2 separate regions of the Zea mays genome follow, and region 1 is linked to region 2. The links are chromatin contacts, called in public Hi-C maps. All regions are on one chromosome and are shown on one strand. The core of a region is the stretch at or near the end of the contact, and the rest is flanking DNA. Distances in the headings are between cores, read along the strand shown. Region 1 holds the start of LOC100279994 (Nucleosome assembly protein 1-2). Region 2 holds the start of LOC100282352.

Evidence for each region. A called contact is a pair of places that touch in the nucleus more often than the background predicts.
Region 1: a Hi-C map of tassel shows a contact between it and region 2, with 9 times the contacts expected there. The contact joins the promoter of LOC100279994 here to the promoter of LOC100282352 in region 2. A contact is called at or near these places in 14 of 25 Hi-C or Micro-C datasets (bundle sheath, ear, leaf and 4 more) and 2 of 3 datasets of contacts at active chromatin or transcription factors (leaf and seedling).

Annotation. Positions count from the first base shown.
Region 1 is chr8:139,539,257-139,544,772 of Zm-B73-REFERENCE-NAM-5.0, forward strand. It overlaps LOC100279994 (Nucleosome assembly protein 1-2), which reads left to right and starts at 1,887. Exons shown (of 11, transcript NM_001152942.1): 1 at 1,887-2,023; 2 at 2,114-2,157; 3 at 2,295-2,390; 4 at 3,037-3,129; 5 at 3,389-3,500; 6 at 3,619-3,683; 7 at 3,824-4,008; 8 at 4,097-4,274; 9 at 4,364-4,407; 10 at 4,554-4,725; 11 at 4,976-5,266. The coding sequence starts at 1,960. The coding sequence ends at 5,044.
Region 2 is chr8:139,356,317-139,361,236 of Zm-B73-REFERENCE-NAM-5.0, forward strand. It overlaps LOC100282352, which reads left to right and starts at 2,725. Exons shown (of 4, transcript NM_001155264.3): 1 at 2,725-3,044; 2 at 4,694-4,803; 3 at 4,902-4,920. The coding sequence starts at 2,858. It overlaps LOC100217065 (4Fe-4S ferredoxin, iron-sulfur binding protein), which reads left to right. Exons shown (of 11, transcript NM_001143436.1): 9 at 28-127; 10 at 226-392; 11 at 670-1,091. The coding sequence ends at 843.

The DNA of each region.
Region 1 (5,516 bases), core at 637-3,136, 180 kb after region 2:
CTTGCACGTAGTTCCACCAGGAATGGACTCTTGAGGGATACTGCTTTAGCTATGTTTTATCTCATGTATCCGTACCGTCCAGATGCAAGTGTTGTGCTTTCACTTGGTACCTTAATTCTGAAGACTCAATATTGTTTCTTGGGTTCCATCTGAGTTCGTTGTGTTTTCACAAATCTTTCCAAACAAAGCTAAAAAATGTGATAGTTTTGGATTTGACTTTGCTACTGAAGTCTGGGGTATGATTCCAATGTTTGGCTGGATGACTAGGTTTTAGTTTGTATGGCTTTGCTCGTCATTTCTTACTTGTTCTTCTCACATATTTGTTCGCTTAGAATTTACTTCAAACTCACGTCCTTTTGGCGTGGGATTGGTGAGAGCGAGTTTTATACCCGAGCACGACGGACGTCCTCGCGGTAATGGACGGACTATGCAGTTTTATAGGATCGTGAAGATGCATTTTTAGTAAGCATGCACTTTTATTTGAATAAGCAACATTGATTTGGTGGTTAAATCAACAGCCCAGTGTTTTTGCACCCATGATTTGGTCGCTAAATCAACAGCCTAGTGTTTCTGCACCATTGATTTGGTGGCTAAATCAATGGTTGTGATTGCATCTTGGAAAGCATAAAAACAAAAATGCTAGACTCCTGCTGTTGTGAGAGGAAGATGAGAGCAGAATACTTTCCAACTTATGGTGTATGGATCGTGATGACTATGTCAAACCGGGTGACTTATAAAAATGACCTAGAATTTTAAAATAAATATATTTTATAGGATTTAGGGCACGATAAATTATTTTGCTCTAACATTAAGGTCAAAATCTAGATTATACGACATCCAACTACGATGTAAATTTTGGAGTATGCTCTGAAGAAAATTTTGGAGTATGCATACACTGGTTTGGTCACTGTAGATGATGCCATTGTTAAGCCTGTGAAAACACTTGCAAAGTATTGCCACTTGAGATCGCTGCACTTGATGCTTCAGAAAGAGCAACCTAGATGGCACTCGTGTCCCATATATGATCTTACTATAGCACTCGAACCAGCTAAACATTCGTTCTCATGAGTACACTTTCAACTGTAAACTTTCTCGTCCTGTGATGTAATCCTTTAACAGGCTCCGTCTGTTGGGCTCCCACGCGCACCTTCTCGACCGCGCGCCATCGTCGCCAAGGCCGCCACCCCCGTGACCGCACGTCGCCACTCCACCGTCGTCCCCCAGACCTTGCTCCCTCCGCGAGACTACCCGGCCCTTCTCCTCGAGCGCCTCACAGACAGGCGGTCTTATTTCGCGACGCTGATGCGCTCGACCGCGATCCAAGTTTCACCTCAACATCATCTCAGACGGGTCGCGGACGTCGTCCTCCATCTTAACAGTATAACACACATTTGTACATACGTTATCTATACTACTATATGTTTCCATTGTAACGCACGAGCACTCGCCTAGTATACAATATGTCTCTAATGCTGAAATATTATTTTGCGTCCACAGGTGAGGATAGCCTAATAATCAATTCGTTGAGTACTTAAGTGCAAAACTACAACGAAACATTTATTTTTATTTTTTTCCCAAAAAGTTGCGGATGCTTTCAACTAAAAAATTTGAATTGTGACCTTTTATACCGCGCGGACCGTGACAGCGTGCAGGCAGCATATTGCAGCATCTCGCTGGCCTACAGGTGGGCCCAAAGGTACCTCTCTCTCCCGCTCTTCCCCGCTTGCGACTGGCGGAGTCCAAACTCCAAACCAAACCGGCGCTTCTCCCACGTCTTCTCGAGTTCCCACGCGCCCGCCTGCTATAAATCGCATCCCTCAATCCCCACTCTTTATCCCCTCCTCAGCCATCGCCTCCCTCTCCCCTCAACCCAGCGCCCCCCTCCCGCCGCCGCTAGGGTTTCTCCTCCCTCCCCGCCCACCCCTAAATCATTTCCGAAGCTTCCAGTGCGCCGCAGCCATGAGCGACGGCAAGGACTCCCTCGACCTCTCCGCCCTCGGCGCTGCCATCCCCAACTCGGCCGGTTCGTTGCTTCGCTTCGCTTTTGGATTTCTATTGCCGTTGCTTGGGCGTGGTGTCCTTGTCTGATTGGTTTGCGGCTGTTCCCATGCAGAGCTCAGCGCGGAGGACAAGGCTAACCTTGTGGCGTCGATCAAGGTGAGTTTTATATTGCATTACCGGGCCGCGGTTCTCTGTTTTTTGCTGCAGTTTTGGCGGGCCTGTCGTTGGGTTGGGCGGTTTGGGGATTTTATAGCGAGCCTATGCTGAATCAGTGTTTTTTTGCCCTTGTTTAGAACACGCTCGAGGGATTGGCGTCGCGGCATACCGACGTGCTCGAGAGCCTCGAGCCCAAGGTCAGGAAGCGCGTCGAGAAGCTCAGGGAGATCCAGGTATAAAGTTGCGCTTACACTTGTGCAAGTACCCTGCGGATGTGGCATGCTTCGGTAGGGAGCTTTGTGTGGTCCTGTATTATTGTTTGTCTAATAAAGGATGCATTATGTGGTTGTGTAGATACTTGTCACAGTGGTATGGGTGGTGCACACTAGCACCGGAAATTCCAACGCTAATAGGATCTAGGACACTGTTAGATACTATTATCAGTGGAGATTCTGGAGAAGTGCCAGCTATTGTGAATGGTTGTGTCACGCATTGGATGCTTTTTATGATGCCTAGTTGCGAGCTCTAGATTTATTTTTGACTGTAGTTTGCCCTTGGTTCTTGACTCAAGGTGTATTGGGATTTTGTTAGAATATTTTGGAAATGACATGATACTGAATTACTGATACATATTATCTTTATAAATCTAACCATGTGAAAACCTTAGTTTAGTCTGGACAGAAGCTTCGTTATTATACACGTGCCTAGACTGGGTTTACTTTGTGCAATATATTTCTGCCTTACTGCCATGTGGATCTATCGCCGAATGGTTTGCCACTTGGTTCTGTATTATGTAACATAGTAATCACTTGGGCAATTTGAATTGATTCTCTAGATTCAATTGCAGTTAGTTCATTACCATTGTGTACTGTCTTCTAGGGCGAACACGACGAACTTGAGGCAAAATTTTTCGAGGAGAGAGCTGCTCTAGAAGCTAAGTATCAGAAGTTGTATGAACCACTTTACTCAAAGGTAAGCCTGTTCTCTTGATACAATGATGCCTCTGCATTTGTTGTGTTCTTTTTTGTACTATTGCTATATATTTTTTTCAGCTTCTGAACTGTTCTTAGAATTCATGTCCCCCATAGCAATAGACACTAGGTTAACATGTACACAATAGAAATGGTTAGTATTCCGATGCTCCATAAAGTACAGGCATCCCTTCACTATTTCTGCATCCTATTTGATGCCATGAGCCATCTGATTGTTTTATTGAACCTGACATTGACAGCGTTACGAAATTGTCAATGGTGTGGTCGAGGTTGAGGGTATCACAGTAGAAAGTGCAGCTGAAACCCCTGCGGAGCAAAAGACTGGAGATGAGACCTCTGCTGATCAAAAAGGTGAACATAGTTTGAGATCTCTTGTTTCTATTGGATAATGAAACTCTGTTAAAGAAGATTAGAAGAAACATATCCTCTCAACTTTTTTTTGAACTTCAATCATAATGCTTCTCTGCAGAAGAAAAAGGTGTACCAGCTTTCTGGCTTAATGCAATGAAGAATCATGAAATTCTAGCTGAGGAGGTGAAGTCTTGCATCTTTTTACAGTTATTTTTTTTTGTCATGAGAACCATCAATACTTTGTGTTCCAATATGTTGTAATGCATTTTTACACAAACCAGTCTTTTACTGGCTGTAAATAATTTTGGCACTTCAATTTTCAGATCCAGGAGAGGGACGAGGAAGCTCTCAAGTACCTCAAGAACATCACGTGGTATAGGATCAGCGAGCCGAAGGGCTTTAAGCTTGAATTTCAATTTGGTACAAATCCGTTCTTCAAGAATTCAGTGCTTACAAAAACATATCACATGATTGATGAGGATGAACCAATTTTGGAGAAAGCCATTGGGTAATTATTAATATTTTCCTCACGTGCAGTTCAGTTTTCTTTTGGATGAATAGAAAGTTTTAGTAATACATGTGTTTACCAATTTCAGTACTGAAATTGAATGGTACCCTGGGAAGTGCTTGACACAAAAGGTGCTAAAAAAGAAGCCACGGAAGGGTTCAAAGAACACTAAACCTATCACAAAAACTGAAGATTGTGAGAGCTTCTTCAACTTCTTCAGTCCACCTCAAGTCCCTGATGATGATGAGGAAATTGATGAGGATATAGTAAGTTTATCTTATATGTACCTGCTTTTATGGTTAAACATGCATACACGAACATCATTGAACTTGATTTGGTTTTCCCTTTTCAATAGGCTGAACAGTTGCAGAACGAAATGGAACAAGATTATGATATTGGGTATGTTGTTACGTGTTATGTATTATAGTGGTTGCCGTCTTGTTACAGATTATGTTTTTGTGATCAGGGGATTTGATCAATCTGTTGATGCACCAAGATTAAGAGTTTGTTTATTACTTCTAAACTATCCTTTCTGTATCTGCCAGATCTACCATCAGAGACAAGATTATCCCACATGCTGTCTCGTGGTTCACTGGAGAGGCTGCTCAAGATGAGGAGTTTGAAGTTATGGATGGTGAGGATGACGATGATGAAGACAATGATGATGAAGACGAAGATGACGAGGATGATGATGATGATGATGATTACGATTCAAAGGTATGGGAACCTTTTTTTGTCTCTCTAAGGGCTTGTTCGGTTAGCTCTTAATCCATGTGGATTGAGTGGGATTGGGTGTGTTTAAATCCCAAGCAAGTCAAACTTCTTTTTAATTTTTTCCAATCCCATCCAATCCATGTGTAATTGGAATAACCAAACAAGGCCTAATGGGGAATATCACTTCACCCTTTCCAGCTTCTGAGTTCTGAGTATGTTTTGCCATTTTATTTTCCTTTTTTCTTTGGAACAGAAGACCAAGGGAACTGCCGGAGGGGAAGGGCAGCAGGGCGAACGACCTGCAGAGTGCAAGCAGCAGTGAGGTGCTGCACAATGAATGTTGGCAGGCATTGTTTGTGGAGCAATTAGTTTGGTTCTGCTTGATGCTCAAGGTCATTGAGTTGGTTTGTGGAACCTTCGAGGGGGCGCTTGTTGGTTTTATGGAATTGGTTGGGGAATTTTTCTGGGACATGGCGTTATATCATTATATGTGGGTAGTTTCTTCACTTTCTGTATTGGGTTTCAGATATTATATGTGTTCTTATGCTTGGAGTGAAGATGGTTGCCACTCTGGTATGTCTTATTGTGCATACCACTGGCATAGTGTGCTGTCTGTACTTTCATCAAGCGTGCCGTGCCGCTGAGAAATTTTGCTCTAGGGGAAAGGCTAGCCTTTTGCCTGAAAATGTTTTGCGAATTGCATCTTGCATACGGGTCTTGAATTTTGTCTGTTGTTTTACAATCAGGAGATATGCTGCCCAGTGAGCGCGCTAGGCCTCATGGGGGTAACTGCG
Region 2 (4,920 bases), core at 1,475-3,974:
TTATAAATTGTTTTTCTTTTGGAACAGTTAGATGGCCGACCTATGAGTGGTGACATTGGCCGAGGTGCAACAAGGGAGACAGTTTCTTTTGCCGCTCATGTGGCTTCAATGTCAGAAAGACCTCCTGGTAAATGAAGCCAGCAATTGAAATATTTTTGGCCTCATGTGGCTGTGGCTCTCTCGTCCTTATATTTTCATATTTTGCTGTGCCTGTGGTTTTTGAAGGGTTCTATCAGTTGGCTGGTGGCACCAACTCATACACTGTTGATTACTTAAAGAAAGCTGGTCTTTTCCAATCATCAAATTGGAATTCAGGGACCGCAACCTCTGAAATGGCCAGTTCTCACCAAGCTTTAATAGGAGGGATTGCTTATGGTGGCTATGCTCGCAAGGTTTGAACTAGTGACATGTCTTCAAATCTTGATCGCTTTCCTAGAGAAATGATCTTTTGAATCTTCATCAAATAGGCTGGTCATTAGCTGCACCAAAGCTAGTAACTTCCCCTATACCTGTTGATGGTGTGGCATCTGCTTTCGTATTTGTGGATTTTGTTTCTTTTATTTACTATTAATTCAGCTCTTACTGAAAACATGGTGCTCACATGTGCTTGTACATCAGTGCATCTATGCAATGTTTTAAGAATAATTCTTTTCCCTGTGCACATCGCAGATCGTTGGACGGGTTTTGCGCAAAATACCAGAACAGTTTGGCCGTGTGCACATCGAGGATCATCCTGATCATCTACTGGAGGCTCTACAAGAAGCCATGTCATTAGTAGGACCTGTGAAGGGTTATATACCCAGTCATTCCAAGCCTTTCATGAAACAAGTAGATAGACAATAGGAAGTAGGAAAAGCGCAGGATATACCCTTCAACCCAGTTTTGGGCGAAGATAAGGCGCATCGTACTTTAGCTGTGACAGTGAGGAGTTCAATGTGGTCATTGGGCCAGGAATCTAGTGGTTGCTGTCGGTCGCTCGTTCTAGATGGATTATGGGCTATGGAACCTGGAGTGCCGTGGTGCTGCAAACATCTCATGTTTCATTCTGAAATCTTTTTAGATGTATAATACGTAGTAGTTGAATTTTCTGTAAAAAAACATGTTGCTTGGTGTTTGCCTTTCCAATTGGCTGATAAGCCTGGCCATATCGTTATGCAGACACGGTCATCTGCAGCAGACGACCTTTGAGGCTTTGACAAATTTGAGCAGCAGCCGTCGGTTTCGGACGACGTGTTCTGTAGCGTCGCGTAATGCGTCTTTCCATTACGCCTATCTAACTGTTATTATTATATTACTCCCTCCTAAAATAAAATTTGTTTTACATACAAGAATTAATATATTTATTTTACATATGTGTTTAGATTTATTATCATCTATTTAAATATTAAAATAAAAATTAAGAGCTAAAACGACTAATATTTAGAAACGGGAGTAAAGACTCTCTCCGTTCTAAAGTATTAGTTGTTTTAGCTCTAGGTTTTTATGTCCATATTCATATGGATGATTATGAATCTAGATATTTATATAATACATACAATAATTATTCTATTAATTATTGTTTGAATCAACAAATTTAATTTGTGATAGATGGAGTATATTAACAAATTTAATTTGTGATAGATGGAGTATATTAGAGCATCTCCAACAATGCCTCAAACTAGTGCCTCAAATTAAAATATGGGGCTCTACACAGGAAAAACTACTCCAACAGTGCCCTATTTCATAAATTTTTGTCAAAAAACTATAGGGCACCCTCTCAAGTGCCTCAAATATACTACACCGTAGTGGGCTGCCCTATAATCTAGATTTGAGGCTTTACTGTTGGAGCGGGGTGTTTTGTTGGTGCCCTAAATTCTATAAAATTTACTTATTTTCAAATTATAGGACATTTTTATAGGTCACGTTGTTGGAGATGCTCTTAGGGCATGTTTGGTTTCTTTAAGTCTAAGGACTAAAATTTAGTTAGGAGACTAAAGTTTAGTCTATACCCTGTTTTGTTATAAAGACTAAAAATATTCAAAAAAACATTAAATGAATCATAAGATGACCAAAACACCCCTTAGTATTCTACTGCCATTAATGTAACTGAAATAAAGGAAGAGCAAAAGATAAAATTAATATGGTTTAGTCCCTTTAGTCACCCCTTGAGGGACTAAAGACTAAAAGAGTTTAGTCACTATTTTAGTCTCACTTTTTGACAATTTAGAGACTAAATGACACTAAAATGGGGAGACTAATTTTTAGTCTCTCCAACCAAACAGCCCTTCGAACCGTATGTCACATTTAACACTTAAACCCTTCCACCACCAGCTCAATAATCTTTATAAAAAAAACCCCTAAGAAACCATGAATGTATTTGTGGTTGGATCACGATCTAATGGATCAGATGATTTGCTTGCACGTTTACACAGAAGGACTATTTGCATAACAGTTGTTGCCGTTGTTTTTAGGGATTAATTTTTAGTCACTCTATTTTATTCTATTTCAATCCTCTAAATTGTTAAATATGGAGACCATAACTCTATTTTAATTTTCGTATTTAACAATTTAAAAAACTAAAATAAAATAAAATAGATCAAACAACACCTTACTATGGCAGCATGAGAAAGAGATAAAAAAGATGACGAAAAACGTCTGCACAGAAAAAGAGATGGGGCAAGGTCAAGGAAGCAAATATGCAGGGATCATTGTCACTGCCACATGCACCTCCGTGGCAAGTGTCCTTTGGCTTTGGCATCAATCAAATAGACAAGAGGCCACCTCTACCACCGCCATCCGCAGTCCATACAGTGACCCCCACGAGGTCAAGAACCTGTACGAGGAGAGGAAAGAACCTGGAAGAGAGGAGCTTGAGGAGATGGCGAGCGCCGAGGGCGAGAGGTGGGTGGGACTGGCGACGGACTTCTCGCAGGGGAGCCGAGAGGCGCTGCAGTGGGCGGCGACCAACCTGCTCCGCGCCGGCGACCACCTGCTGCTGCTGCACGTCATCAAGGAGCCCGACTACGAGCAGAGCGAGGCCATCCTCTGGGAATCCACCGGCTCCCGTACGCACCCTTTCTCCAATCTCCACCACCGCCTCCTCCTACCCTTTGCTATGCTTGGTTCTTGCAATTGAAATTCCTAGGGTGCTAGTGCTACTGCTACTCCTAGGTGGCTAGGTCCTAGCTAGGAGCTAGCCGTTCCTCAACTTTGTGGCTAACCTGTTTTCCCTCCCACAAACACTAGCGCTAGCATTTGCGGCCATTAAAGATCCGCAAACCCTAGGATACTTGGCACTTGCTGCTCCATGATCCATGCCGTGCATAGGTGTATGACATGTACAAGGCGATTGATTGGAACGACTGATCTTGCCCATCAATCTGCGCGCACTGGTTATGATTCCTGGCTACTTGCCTTAAGGCATGTACAACCTGAGAGTCAGTATAAGTACAAAAGACAGTTAAAAGACTGTACGATATAACCTTAAACTCTGGATCATAAATACAATTAAAAGACAACATACATATATAGTCGTGAAGAGACCGACTTCAACCATTTCTCCCATATTTGTCCTATATAAAAGATACTATCTATATATATTTGTTTTATTTTTTTGAAGTCATATACTATTTGTATTATTATAATACACATTGTTGTCAGATTATATAGCTTAAATAGAATTAATATCACAAAAAATGATGTAATTAAAGTATAGGCAAAGAATAATGCTCACCTCATATGTAGAGAAGTTTTATCTCTTCCCTATATTGGGAGCCTTGAGGAGCTGTTGAAGGGTAATTTCCCTCTAAAGCCCCTTACGTGGCTACGTATGGTGGGGTGAGAGATGGAGTGGATCGTTGGAGACAGTCTGAGTAGACCCAAATTCAGAGGGGTAGAGATAGTTGGATCTATGAAAGAGATAAACTGAGGCAAGCGTTTTTTTCCGCAAACGTGAGGCAAGCTTTCCCCGCAAATGCAGAGAGGCTGGTTTTGCTGGGAGGCTGGTTGGAATGCCTAGAACTAACCATGCCTTAAATTAAATATGTGCCAGCTTCAACATCAGTTTACTCGGTTTTCTAATGGCCGGCAACCAGTGTATGCTATTGCTACTTCAGTACCATTTACTAAGGAAGACTTGCTAACTATATGTTGCCTTGATGCAGTCACTCTTTAGAGATGATGCTAGAGTAAGGAACAGGACATGGTATTCTTACTTCTTAGGCTATCTCCAACAGATCGTGTATCCAGCCATGGATGCGCATTTTGCACAACCGTATTCAATTATTTATGTTTTCAGCAGATCGCGGATTAGGACGCGCAAAATGAGTGCTCGGTCGTTTGATCGCGCAAATCTGCATGTTTTTCTCTCCTATATGGTGATGGTGCACGCGCACTGCTGGACGGGTTACATTTTTGCGTGCTCGCACGCAGCCACATCCGAATGCCTATGCTACTGGAGTTAGCCATACACAGACATAGTATATATTTTGGATACATAAAATGAAATTCAGATTTTCTTATCTGTTTCATTCATCGTGTCCTGCCGCTTTGAGGATCAATTCCAGTTATCCATATGGCTCAGCTTGCTATTCATGTTTTCACTATTAAATAGCATTGTAGGGCAAGATATTTTCAATGTTGGTGTTACTTTCATCCTAACATGATTTAACATCATGAACATCTATGTCCTTTTTTTCTGTGTTAAATATAATAGCGTTGATTCCCCTCTCGGAGTTCTCTGACCCTATTATCGCGAAGAAATATGGAGCAAAACCCGACATGGAAACCTTGGACCTCCTGAACACTACAGCTACCCAGAAGGAAGTGAGCACACCAAGCCTCTGGTCGTGTTATCTGCCATTTCCTTCTTCTCAGTGTTGCTTTTTTTTCTTTTAGGTTTTTGAATTTCTTTTGACAAACAGATTATGGTGGTTGTGAAAG